2 separate regions of the Gasterosteus aculeatus genome follow, and region 2 is linked to region 1. Evidence: chromatin contacts called from public Hi-C data. All regions are on one chromosome and are shown on one strand. Each heading gives the region's core, a stretch centred on a gene start, on an enhancer-like site or on the middle of the called end of the contact. The rest is flanking DNA. Distances are from core to core; before and after follow the strand shown.

The links. A called contact is a pair of places that touch in the nucleus more often than the background predicts.
Region 2: a Hi-C map of skeletal muscle shows a contact between it and region 1, with 3 times the contacts expected there. The contact joins the enhancer-like site here to the promoter of fndc3ba in region 1. A contact is called at or near these places in 3 of 6 Hi-C or Micro-C datasets (skeletal muscle and tail fin).

The regions. Positions count from the first base shown.
Region 1 is chr15:11,239,024-11,244,562 of fGasAcu3.hap1.1, forward strand. fndc3ba (fibronectin type III domain containing 3Ba) reads left to right here and starts at 2,906. Exons shown (of 27, transcript XM_040199976.2): 1 at 2,906-3,031.
Region 2 is chr15:11,276,277-11,281,815 of fGasAcu3.hap1.1, forward strand. fndc3ba (fibronectin type III domain containing 3Ba) reads left to right here. Exons shown (of 27, transcript XM_040199976.2): 4 at 703-779; 5 at 3,033-3,264; 6 at 3,373-3,544; 7 at 3,731-3,861. Among protein-coding and RNA genes, the nearest start is that of fndc3ba, 37 kb to the left of the region's middle. Within about 2 kb of position 3,120, at least 2 of the 9 cell types and tissues checked have open chromatin away from gene starts, as enhancers often do.

The sequences.
Region 1 (5,539 bases), core at 1,656-4,155:
TGCAGTCCAACAATCTCTCTCCCTGCTTTCTCTGCTCCAGAGTACGGATGCACACATCATATGCCCGGACACATTCCACTCACTTCAAAGACCTCTGGTGAACTGAGCTAGCAAGATTATAGGGAGCGCTCGCTTTAAAGAGCCTCAGAGAGAGAAGAATCTGGGAGGGAGAAGGGGGGGGGAGCAGCTGCGTTGGTGCTGGTGGAGTCTTGGCCCTGACACACACGGTGGGGGAAATAGCTGCTCCCTCCGTTCTTTCCTCATCTCCTCTCCGACACGGATCTGATCTAATGGGGACGGGCCGTCTGTCAAGTGTCTGACAGGTCACTCAGGGTTGCAGATCGTGTGTACAGATAACTTTAAATCGATGGGTTTGTCTTTTTGGTTTACGCGGTTCACTTTACAAAACTGTGGGAAAATCTCCCTAAAATTGAGTTGCAGCGCATGTTGCACAACAATCCGCTTCACACGTGTTTAAAAGTTCCTTCGCCCTTCCCAAAATCATCTGCTTCCCTTTATCTACGTTGTCTTTTTCGTGATCAATACAGATGTGACAGAGGAGATCAATAAGGGATAATATAGATTCCGCTCATTAGTGTATTGCAACAAATAGTTTGAATATTATTGTTAATTCAACTTTTTGGACCAAGAAGAACAAGAAGTCCTTAATGTGCTAAGAGAAAGTTTCAACATGCACATGTCCATCATCTTTTGATGGAGATCATGTGATGGAGATCATGCATGCTCCGGCACATACTGAATTAAGATTGTCTTTTCAACTAGAAACACAGCTAGAAACTGTTGACACATTTCCAAAGAGTGGAATAGTGGAAATATTCAATTAAAGCTAAACTTCCATCATATTATTAGTGAAAGGAATGGAATGTAGTTGTGAGCTTTTCCATTCCTGCTTTATGCTTTTATGATGCTTTTAGAATGAAACTATTTCTGCATTGCTCAAATTAACTTCCACAAAATGTGATGGGACAATTAGTCTGTTTAAGTAGTATCATAGTATCATACACTATTTCTTAGGGTGCTCCAGAGTCTGTGTGCACCACAGTGTGTTTACATGATGGTATAATTCGAATGTGGATCCCTGGGACAGAATCTTTCTCTGTGTCAGAAGGAATCCGTCTGCCACATCAATTGCCCCTTGAGGATGATTTGTGTTTGTTGAATAGACTTTAATTTTATTTAATTCCTTATGGGCACACTGTCCTGATATAATGCCTTTTCCCCCTAATGGCTCAGAATTACACAAGTGGCTGTTTTCTTGCTGGAATGTGTGTGTGTGTGTGTGTGTGTGTGTGTGTGCGTGTGCGTGCGTGCGTGCGTGCGTGCGTGCGTGCGTGCGTGTGTGTGTGTGGAGCGAAATCTAGAACTCAGGGGCAACGGGTGTATTTGGCTGCTTGCTTACTGAATGAAAGAGGCAGATCACTGTTGGAGACAAACTTGTACATAACAAAGTTAAACCAGGATAAGAACTATTTTTGGTTGTATTTTCTTTTTTGTTCTGTAGCTTAGATTTTAAAAAAACGTATAAAAGTTACTATTATCTAACGATCTGAACCTGTCAGTGAGTCTTATGTTGATGTTATTGTGTAGTTATACTCACTTTTATACAGTTTTCTGTTGATTTCCTGATTTAAATCCCATTTTAGTTATGAAATGCTCGTGAAATCACTCGAGATAAGTAGATGGTCCTTCCATCAATGTGGGTTTGTAATGGAACCATGCAACAGGTTTAATGCTCTGATCCGGACATGTACTTGTCGTGTTAATGTCTTGATTCCAAGCGCCAACACGTCCGGCTAACTTTCTACACAGATAATATCACTGCGCGTGCTCAGTTAAAGTAAACCAAATACTGTGTCGCTACATGTCTAGATATAATCTTATTTTGATACAATCTATCAGCAGTAGATCTGGTGATGATTGAGCGCATTGGTTGAAGGAACTGGTCATAGAGATTATTCATAGAATATTTTACCCAACACAGAACCCATGACGGCTTGAGGAGGTTTTCTGCGGAACTATGTGACAGATTCAGAAACAATTTCCCTAATTTTTAACTTTTTGACCTGTAAACTGAGGGATGTGGGGGTCCATTGCAGCCAGCAGAGGGACTTTGGTCTTTTCTCTAAAGTGTGTCAGGGACACTGGGACAGCGATCAGTCCAACCTGAGGAACTATAGGTCATGTCTCATGTTATACTAAAGCCCTTTTTCACCAATACCGACAATCATTGATTTGTTTTAATGTTTATCTTAATTTAATGAAATATCGGCTGAATGATCAATGTGTGCAAAGGGACACGGGTCAAGCAAGTCATCTGCTGATGTAGGTTGTGGTCTGCAGGGGTTCTGTGTCATGATGACAGATAAACACAAACCAGCCTAAACTGGATTCAGCTTGCTTTTGTTTGCAGAGTTCACTACCCACCTTGGCCTGGCATAACAAAAATGCTCTAGGACACAACATTCTTTTCCATCTAAAAACTAAAGTAAATAGCAATGGTAGTAATATTAGAATGTTTTTTTTTCTACCTGTACCTGATCAGTGGTCACCCAAAAAGATGAACTGAAATTAGAGTTGAAACAGTTTCCAAATATGTCCAGATGGCTAAAAAAATCAGAATTTATATAAGGCATTTAATGTTAATATCGATACATAAATGGATGTGATGAAAAATAGTGCATCATAAATAGTTTAGTAACGGTTGAAAATCCCCAAATCTTGTTGCCTTTAAATTACCCACCCTGTGTTAAAAGACGCGCCCGCAGATTGCTTCTTCCACACAGGTGAAGCAGCAGCCCCGCCCTCTGTGTCGTTCTCTTTTTCAACGCGCGGTGTATTACGGTAAAAACAGAAGGAGGCGGGCTCCGACCTACATGTGCGTAGCGTTTTGATTGACATGGCGGAGTCTCCCAGTACGCGTAGCGCCGCGCCAGCAGACAGGCAAGACCCGACCCTGGGAATAAAAAAACACGCAGCCGCGTCCGTTTGAAGATTATTTTATTACAGCGAGGTGAGTTCTCCTTACGCTTGTTTTTCTAAAAACAAACCAACTAGAATGGCGGCCGACGGAGTCGATGTTGAAAAAGTTTTAAAAAGTGCTTGTCTTTGAGTCTGTGTGTGTGTGTGTGTGTACGCGCGCGCGTGTGTGAGAGAGTTTGGAGAGCTGACGCCGGCAGTCTGGGCCACTTGGCCAGCGCAAAGGAAAAAGGAAAAGCGGCTCCTGGGCGGCCGATGTGCTGAAATCGAAACTTTTTTTGGGAGGCAAAAACGTTAAAACGGGTCAAACGCTAAAGCTAGAAGGGTAGTTCTTTTTCCACGAGTGGATTCTGCACTTTTGTGGCACCCGATTGCGCTGCTTTCCCGAAAGAATGTGTTTTCGTCTCCGAGGACTTCGGATGGAGTGAGTGCGCCACGGAAGAAAGACTTTTTCTCTGCGCGTCTCTGTGTCTCTCTTTGCCCGTTTTCTGCAACTAAATCGCAATCGTTGCGCCGCGACTTTCCATCTGGAAACAATGGTCGGTCGTGTCGCTGCTGCCCCAAAAAATCAGGAAATGAACACTTTTGCGTGGCTGGAAAATGACTCGTTATGGAAGATGCTGCGGCGGTCACATTTGACAGAGGTGGAGGTGGTTGCGGGGTCCTTTGAATTGGCGCTATAGGCGGTAATAATGCATTGGTGTAACTGTTGGACAGCGGTGTTTTCAAGCACTTTCCACCGGAGTTTGTGCGCCTTTATGCAGGAAAAAGGCTAAAAAAAACCCAACTCCAGCATATCCTAGCATTCCTTCCAGCCAGTCTCCCTCTCGCTCCCTCTCTCTTTATCTCCCCCTCTCTCTCCCTCTCTCAGAAATGACTACGTGTCTGTGTGTTTGTGCAGGGAAGACAAGTCTCTCTCTCTCTCAGCCCCCTTCGATGCAGACGTGGAAATCAAACATTGGTCTCCTGCTTGTGAGCGATCGATTATCCTCCACGTAAGCGCGCAGGAGAAGGGTGGGGGGGGGGGGGGGGACAAGAGATGTGGCTGCTAGATGCACGAGATGACTCTGGAGACCGACTTTGGTGGTTGTGCGTTTATTAAAACTAATTGGGAAGCTGTCATGATGAGGGAGGGAGGGGGGGGGGTCCGAAGAGCAAATCTTCTGGATTCGGTGGGCACATTGGAGAATATAGGCTAATGAAAAGGAAAAAAAAAAAACCGTAACACTTTTCTGACACACTCACACACATGCGCGCGCTCCCGGCTCCGTGCACTTCTGTTTTTTTTTCTTCAGGAGAGAATGAAGAGAAGGAGAAATCCGATCCCAAATACATGACGTCAGATAACATTCCTTTGTAAGAAAGGCTGATGTGGCCATGCATTTTTTTCTTTCTGTAAAAAACTGATATTGGGCGTTAATTCACTTTGGGTGTTCCAGGTTGGTGGGACGAAAGGATGCGTTTAGAAGGCTTCTGGTTTAGAGCCCCAGAAAGTTTCATCTCTGCAGCTCCAGTGTGTGAAACAGTTGCCGAAGGCGCTGTTGGGTTTTGCAATTGACTCCCAAAGTCAACTTGGTTGGTGCACTGCAGATGACCGATGAGTTCGAGCCATATTATCGAAGGTGTGTTTTGTTTCACGGGTTAAGTAATGCACCTATACCCCTCTTAACACACGGCCAATGAGGTTTATATCACTGATGGCTGACAGTTAAGCCTCTTTGCTTTCAACATTTACATTTTCACAATGAGAATGTAAACAAGGCTCCCAGGCCGACTTTTGAAAAAGTCCCGAAAGCCCTGTTCTGTCGTCCTCGCATTCTTGGCAAATTCGGTCGAAAGTTTGGATGAAAAAATCTTATTTCAGCATCTGTAATGACAGGCCTCTGGGTTTTTTATGTCTCTGCACTGTATGTTTGAGTTGAGTTGGCGGTGTGGAGAGCCAGGAATGCAGTGGAAGAGGATCTAAAACAGCATAATGTAAGCAGGGATTTGCACCCAAACTGATGCAATAACACGCAAAGTGAATTTCCTCTACCAATTTGAATCCGCCTCTTGTAAAATCCCCTTTCTCTGTGGTTTAATATAAAAAAAAAAAAAACCCGCTGCGATTCTATAACATAAGAGAAAGAAGGGCGGTGAGACCGGAGTCAGGTTGAAGGAGGGGGGCCATTGTCGCTTTGGCCTTTCTCCGTGTTGAATGGCGCTTAATGCAACCATCCGGCTTCGTCCCACAGGTACGACTCATTCAGCTGCGTCCGTCTGGCCGACGGTGCGTCACGACCTACACGCGTAAAAACCCGGATTGGTTAATGGCTGCCAGGAATTCTGAGTGTGTCATTAGAAAGTCCATTAGTTGGGCTTTCTCTGATAGACGGTTTTACTGAATGTAATCAAAGTTTCCCAACCTCCCCTTTTCTTCTCTAGCGGCTGAAAATACTCTGAGTTTTGCCTCTAATATTCCGAGGCGGGTTATTCTAAGCGCGTTGAGGAAGTTGTTGGTGTGTCTCATGAGGACTTGTGATGCCGTCTGTCTCCGTGTGAC
Region 2 (5,539 bases), core at 1,870-4,369, 37 kb after region 1:
CAAGTTGTGGAAGGAAGAAATATATGGATGGAGCCTGGTTGAAAAAAATAGTAAAAAGAAAGGAAGGGATGAAAAAAGGGGTTTTAAGCGTCACATGATGAAACCTGAACAAACACATCTTCTCCCTCCTTACATTGTGAGTTTTTTTCAATTTTGCTTGAATGACCCAAGTGAAGAAAATCAGGTTTTATTCAACCAACACTTGACAGAAACCTTTAGCATCATACTTGTGTTGGTATGCAACTAATGGGCCTGTGTGTGTGTGTGTGTGGTTGGGTATGTGTGTGTGCTCGCAGCGTGATTTCAGTCTGAGGCCTGTGCTGCTGCCTCCAGCTGTCCCAACGGGGTCCCAATGACTTTACCAGCCGCAGACCTCCTTCATAGAGGGGGATGGATTGTGGAAAAGTCAACATCATTCCCAATCTGCTAATTCTATTAGATTTCCTTGCTTGTTTTTTAGAGAGCGGTCACGTGCCCTCGTGTGTTGTTCCCCATTCCATCCTACATGTGTCTGCAACATCAAGTCATATTGCCTCAAATAAGAAAGACAATGTATTCTCTTGAATTAAGGCCCTGTTACACACACAAGGCCCTGTTGTATTTTTGTCGCTCCACGTGTCCATCTGTTAAGTGACCATTGACTAATGTCAAGGAGAATTTACTTCAAGCGCTCGGTTAAATGAATCTTCTCTTCCCTTGCAGGTCCTGCTGAGGTTCCCATGATGTCCCCAAATGGGTCCATCCCCCCCATCCACGTACCCCCCGGATACATCTCACAGGTTAGTTTGTGTTTATTTGGGGGTTTTCTAGACATGATTTATGTGTTGTGCATCTTGTGTTGGATAGTTTCAGTCAGACACAAAAGGAAACCAACACAATTTATTTAGTAGCATGTAAGTAGGAGGAATATATTTTCTAGGCAAATATAGTCTGTATTTATTTTGCTAGATGTAATTTCATTGGGACTAGTTAAGCAGCCTTCTGGTTTGTTTCAACATGCTAAGTTTTAATCAAAATGTGTTTAAAGCAAAACTAAATGAAATGCACCCAGTAGAGAGTATGGATTTCCCCCACGTCATCATCATTTGATGATGCAACAACTACTACTACAACACACATCCTCAATGAAGTATGTTTTTAAAAACTACAGGAGGTCCTGGAGGACATAAATAAATAAATAAGCACAAGAAATGTTAATCAGATGGGTGAGCAATATGCAAGATCGACCGTGGAAAGACAGACAAAGAGACAACAAAAACCCACACATACTGCTATTAACGTAATCATTTGGTAGAGTTAGATGTGGTTCCACACAGCAATTTGAAGTAAACAAGTTTGTTTGTTTGTTAATTAATCTTCTGACTAACAACTATCCGAAGTGGGTGAAGTGGTCGTTATTTGATAGAAGCCCTTTGCGTTTGTGCACAGTGACCCACACAGCGAGCATCCAGCAGGCTCCTATCAAGGCTGTTGAAGTCTCCTCTACCAACAGAGTACCGAGCAGGAATGTGCTGAATTTGGGGTGTCAGGGGGCAATTGTTTTTCTGACTGTATCTTTTGTGTGTGTGTGTGTGTGTGTTTACTTTGTCAAATGACCTCACAAGAACAGGAAGAAGAAAAGAATCTCCCAAAGAGCGGATTGTGTCTTCGGTCTTTTCACATTCACGTTGGACATCATGAATAAGGCAACCGTTGGGTTTCTCTTGTTAGTTGTTCTGGGGGGGTTGAAGGTCAACAAGAATCAATAGCCTGCCCTCACGAGTCGCGTGTTACAAATCCATTTTTTGGTCTGCATGAGGTGGAATTGGGTTGCCAGTGGAAGTCAGGTCATTGACGCACCGTGGGCGTGTGTGTGTGTGTGTGTGGGTGTGTGTGTTAGTAGGGACTGAGCCAAGTGTGAGCGGGAAACCCTGTTGCTCTTACACAAACAAGACAGATAGGGGAGACAGGCCCCGGGGTGGGTAGGGGTGTTTGTGGAGTTAGGGGTGGGCGAAGGAATGGATGGGGAAAGAGCCGTGCGTGGTGGAAAGTTGTGCATTTACAGATATTGCATGTGTGTGTGTGTGTGTGTGTGTGTGTGTGTGTTGGGGTTTGTGATAACGGCTGCATTGGGATGTGTGGGACTTTGCCCTTGTTTTTCCTGTTAGCAGAGGAGGGGACAAGGGGACGATGGGGTCCTTTTTCTTCCTCTTCTTCTCTTCCCCCTTTCTCAGTTTTTCTCACTCGGATTAGTTCTCGAGCCCTCTGCCTCCCCCTTGACCCCCTTTTTAATATTCCCCCCTCTTTCTTTCCCTCTGTTGTATTCTGGCACTGAGTCTGTTGCCCTGCAGTGTGTGTGTGTGTGTGTGTGTGTGTGTGTTGTTGGAGTAGTCTAATTTGGTGTGTTTTGTTGTTGTTGTTGTTGTTGTTAGGGACCAGCCAAGGACTTTCCTTCCGTGCAGGCAGTGTGTGTCTGCTTGGAATGCCGGCGTGTGAAAGGTTCTGAATGGTTGGAATGTGTGTGTTTGTGTGTCCCAGTCCGTGAATGTGAAAGTGAACACACGTATGGAATCACGCGTGTTAATTTGAGGCTGGCCTTGGAAACCTTTTTTCGTCTTACGTTTTTTTTTTTTTTCTGCAGAGCATCCGATCACATCATCACGGCGCTTGTTTTACCGCTTTAAGGGCCAAAGTGTCCTTTCGGCACAATCGTTCACTTGTTAACTAAATTATGCGATTCATTCCTTTTATTAGAAACTATTCGAAAGAGCACCGGCTCTTGCACAAGTGATTGACAGCCTCATTTTGTAAAAGAAGGGGCTTCGGGGCCCCAAGAATCCACTATGCTAAAGCTATACGGGATATTAGAACCTTACAGGTCTAGTTCAACAATTTGTCAAAAAGGTTCACAGTTTCAAGTCCTGCACTGAATGCAAAATTGAAACTTAACACAACATATAAAGCAGTTTACTGCCCTCTTTTTGTTTACGGTCACATTTTTGGACCAGCTGTCACTCACCTGCCCCCTTTCTCTTCCTCTGGGTCTCCCGCAGGTGCTGGAGGATAACACGGGGGTCCGCCGGGTGGTGGTCACACCCCAGTCTCCAGAGTGCTACCCTCCCTCCTACTCTCCGGCCCTCTCCCCCACACACCACCTGCCCCCTTACCTTGCTCACCCCCACTTCATCCCCAACTCTCACTCTTTCTACCCCCCTGTCAGCCCCGGGGACCTGCCCCCCCACCAGTATTACCAGCACCACCTTCCCCACATGTACGGCGATCCAGGTACTGACGCGCTCGCCGGAAACGTGGAAATTCAATTATAATAGCAAATCAAACGTAATGCTTTCTACCAATTTATACTCTCGTCTGTCACCTCGTCCACTCCTCCAGAAATCATCCCGGTTTATGGGATGTCGAACTACATAGGCAGAGAGGAGACGTACAGTAAGCCGCAGCCCAAAAAGATAAAGGAACAGAGGCAACTGGAACGACAGAACCGACTCAACTCCCCTCCCTCCACTCTGTACAAGGGCAGCCTGGGGCCGGCACACAACGGATACAGGTGACCCGACGGCTAAAACAAACACAACGTCAGTTAATGAACTTATTGTTTGATCGGCTCGGATCAGACCATTAAGTGTTGACAAGTTAGTCCCATTACTATTTCGGTCCAAGCGGTTACCGGTCGTAAACGCGGATAATACGTATTGATTTATTAAATGATGTGGTAACTTCATTTTTGATACAGCAACAAATCACACGCCCCAGCGCTCGGGTCAGTGGGGTCGGGGGGCGGAATCTGCAGTCCGGGAGGGAAGAAGCCGGAGAGACGACTCCGCAGCAGTCCACGAAACAGTGAACCAGAGACACACACTCAAGGTAGGACACACACACACACACACACACATACACACAGCATTCAGACTCGCACTGCTGAAAGGAAGAATTGCTCACAGTAGGTTTTAATGTTTTCCTCTCCCATAAGCATGCACAGAATACAAAAGAGCAAAATTCGGTTTTAGATTTTTTTTTAATTATTTGATTGTGCCCCAAATGCAATTTGAAAGTCTGGTCATCTCTTTAGCTTTTACACTGCAGCTATTCAGGCCTTTTTTTTTAATCCTCAGAACAGTGGCTACCTGGTGGAGTGTAGTGGGAATGTGGGGAAGGGGGTATGAGAGGTTGTCTGGGTAACCACATAGCTGAACCCGTCCCTGAGCGCTATCGTTTTACCCCCGCTACAATACCGGCCTTGTCGGCGAGGGCTCAGCCGCAGGGGGGGTTGGGAGACTGTAGCCTTAACACACACACTCGCTTATTGTGGTACTGTTCCTCTTCAAAGACTTGTCTTTTCACACGTCAAGAAAGGCTCAACATCTGGCAACACAATCTTGTTGCAGTGTAACTTTTGGGGACAGAATAGTCATGAATGGAGAATGTTTTTTTTTCAATTCTGAGATTACAAAAAGTTACAAAATATATAAGTATAACCGAGGTGGCTCGGTTCAGGTGAATGGAAACAAGACGGAAAGGTGTTTGTTAATTCACACAAATTGCTAAGGAAACAAGCTTTTTACCTTTTAGTGCTATCATGCCATGCAGATTTCAGTAGAAAGTAGTTATGCACTGACATTGGGACCACAAGTTGATTTAATAAAGTAATTAAACAGTTTGCTGTCAGTTGAATCAGTTAAATATTTGTAAGCAGAAATTAAAACATTCTCAGTATTTATTTGCACTTAGTTTTATGTGGATTTCCATCAGTGTAAATTGAGTACTTTTGGAGTTCATGATTTTTGGCTTAACAAAACAAGAAACCAGAAATTGACAAATGAATCAATGATAATAATAATTGGTTGCAGCACCACTTTAGCACAGGATTTTATTTGTGGTTCCGTGCCTATAAATATCAGTAAGAAAATGTGTTTTGTTTTTGGAGAATTTGGTACAGTAAGTATACCTGCTCACACACACACACACACATTTAAACTTTCTCACTCACACTCATAGTGACAGTGTGTGTGGACGTCTGGACATCTCTGCGAATGCAAAACACACACTTATTTGTAATGTGCAGCTTCCACACGCGCACACACACACAGTACTGACATAAAACACATCAAAGATGCCAAAGCAGGAAAAGGAAAGCGGGGTCGTCCGCTCTGCATGTGAGGATCATATAGCACACATGACATAATGCCGTCGGTGGACTCTTCTGGTCTGCCAGGGCCTCACTACTGGGCTGGAGCTCGGGCCTGAGTCAGCCCGATGTACCACACACCAGCGCACGGACGCACGGACGCACACACGCACACGCGCACAAACAGCCTGCGACTGGGCTTCCTGTAAGACAATCAGTATGAGGGCCCAGAGGATTGGCGGGAGGTAGGGGCGCAAACGGAGAGAGGAGAGGAATGTGGGATTTGAAGGACAGACGAGGGAAGAGGGACAGACGGTTCGTATAGAGAAATCTCTCTTATACCAGAATTCCTACATCACGGGGGAGCCGAGGGACGGAGAGACGGAGAGACAGGGAGTTGAAGAGCAAACATTCCGA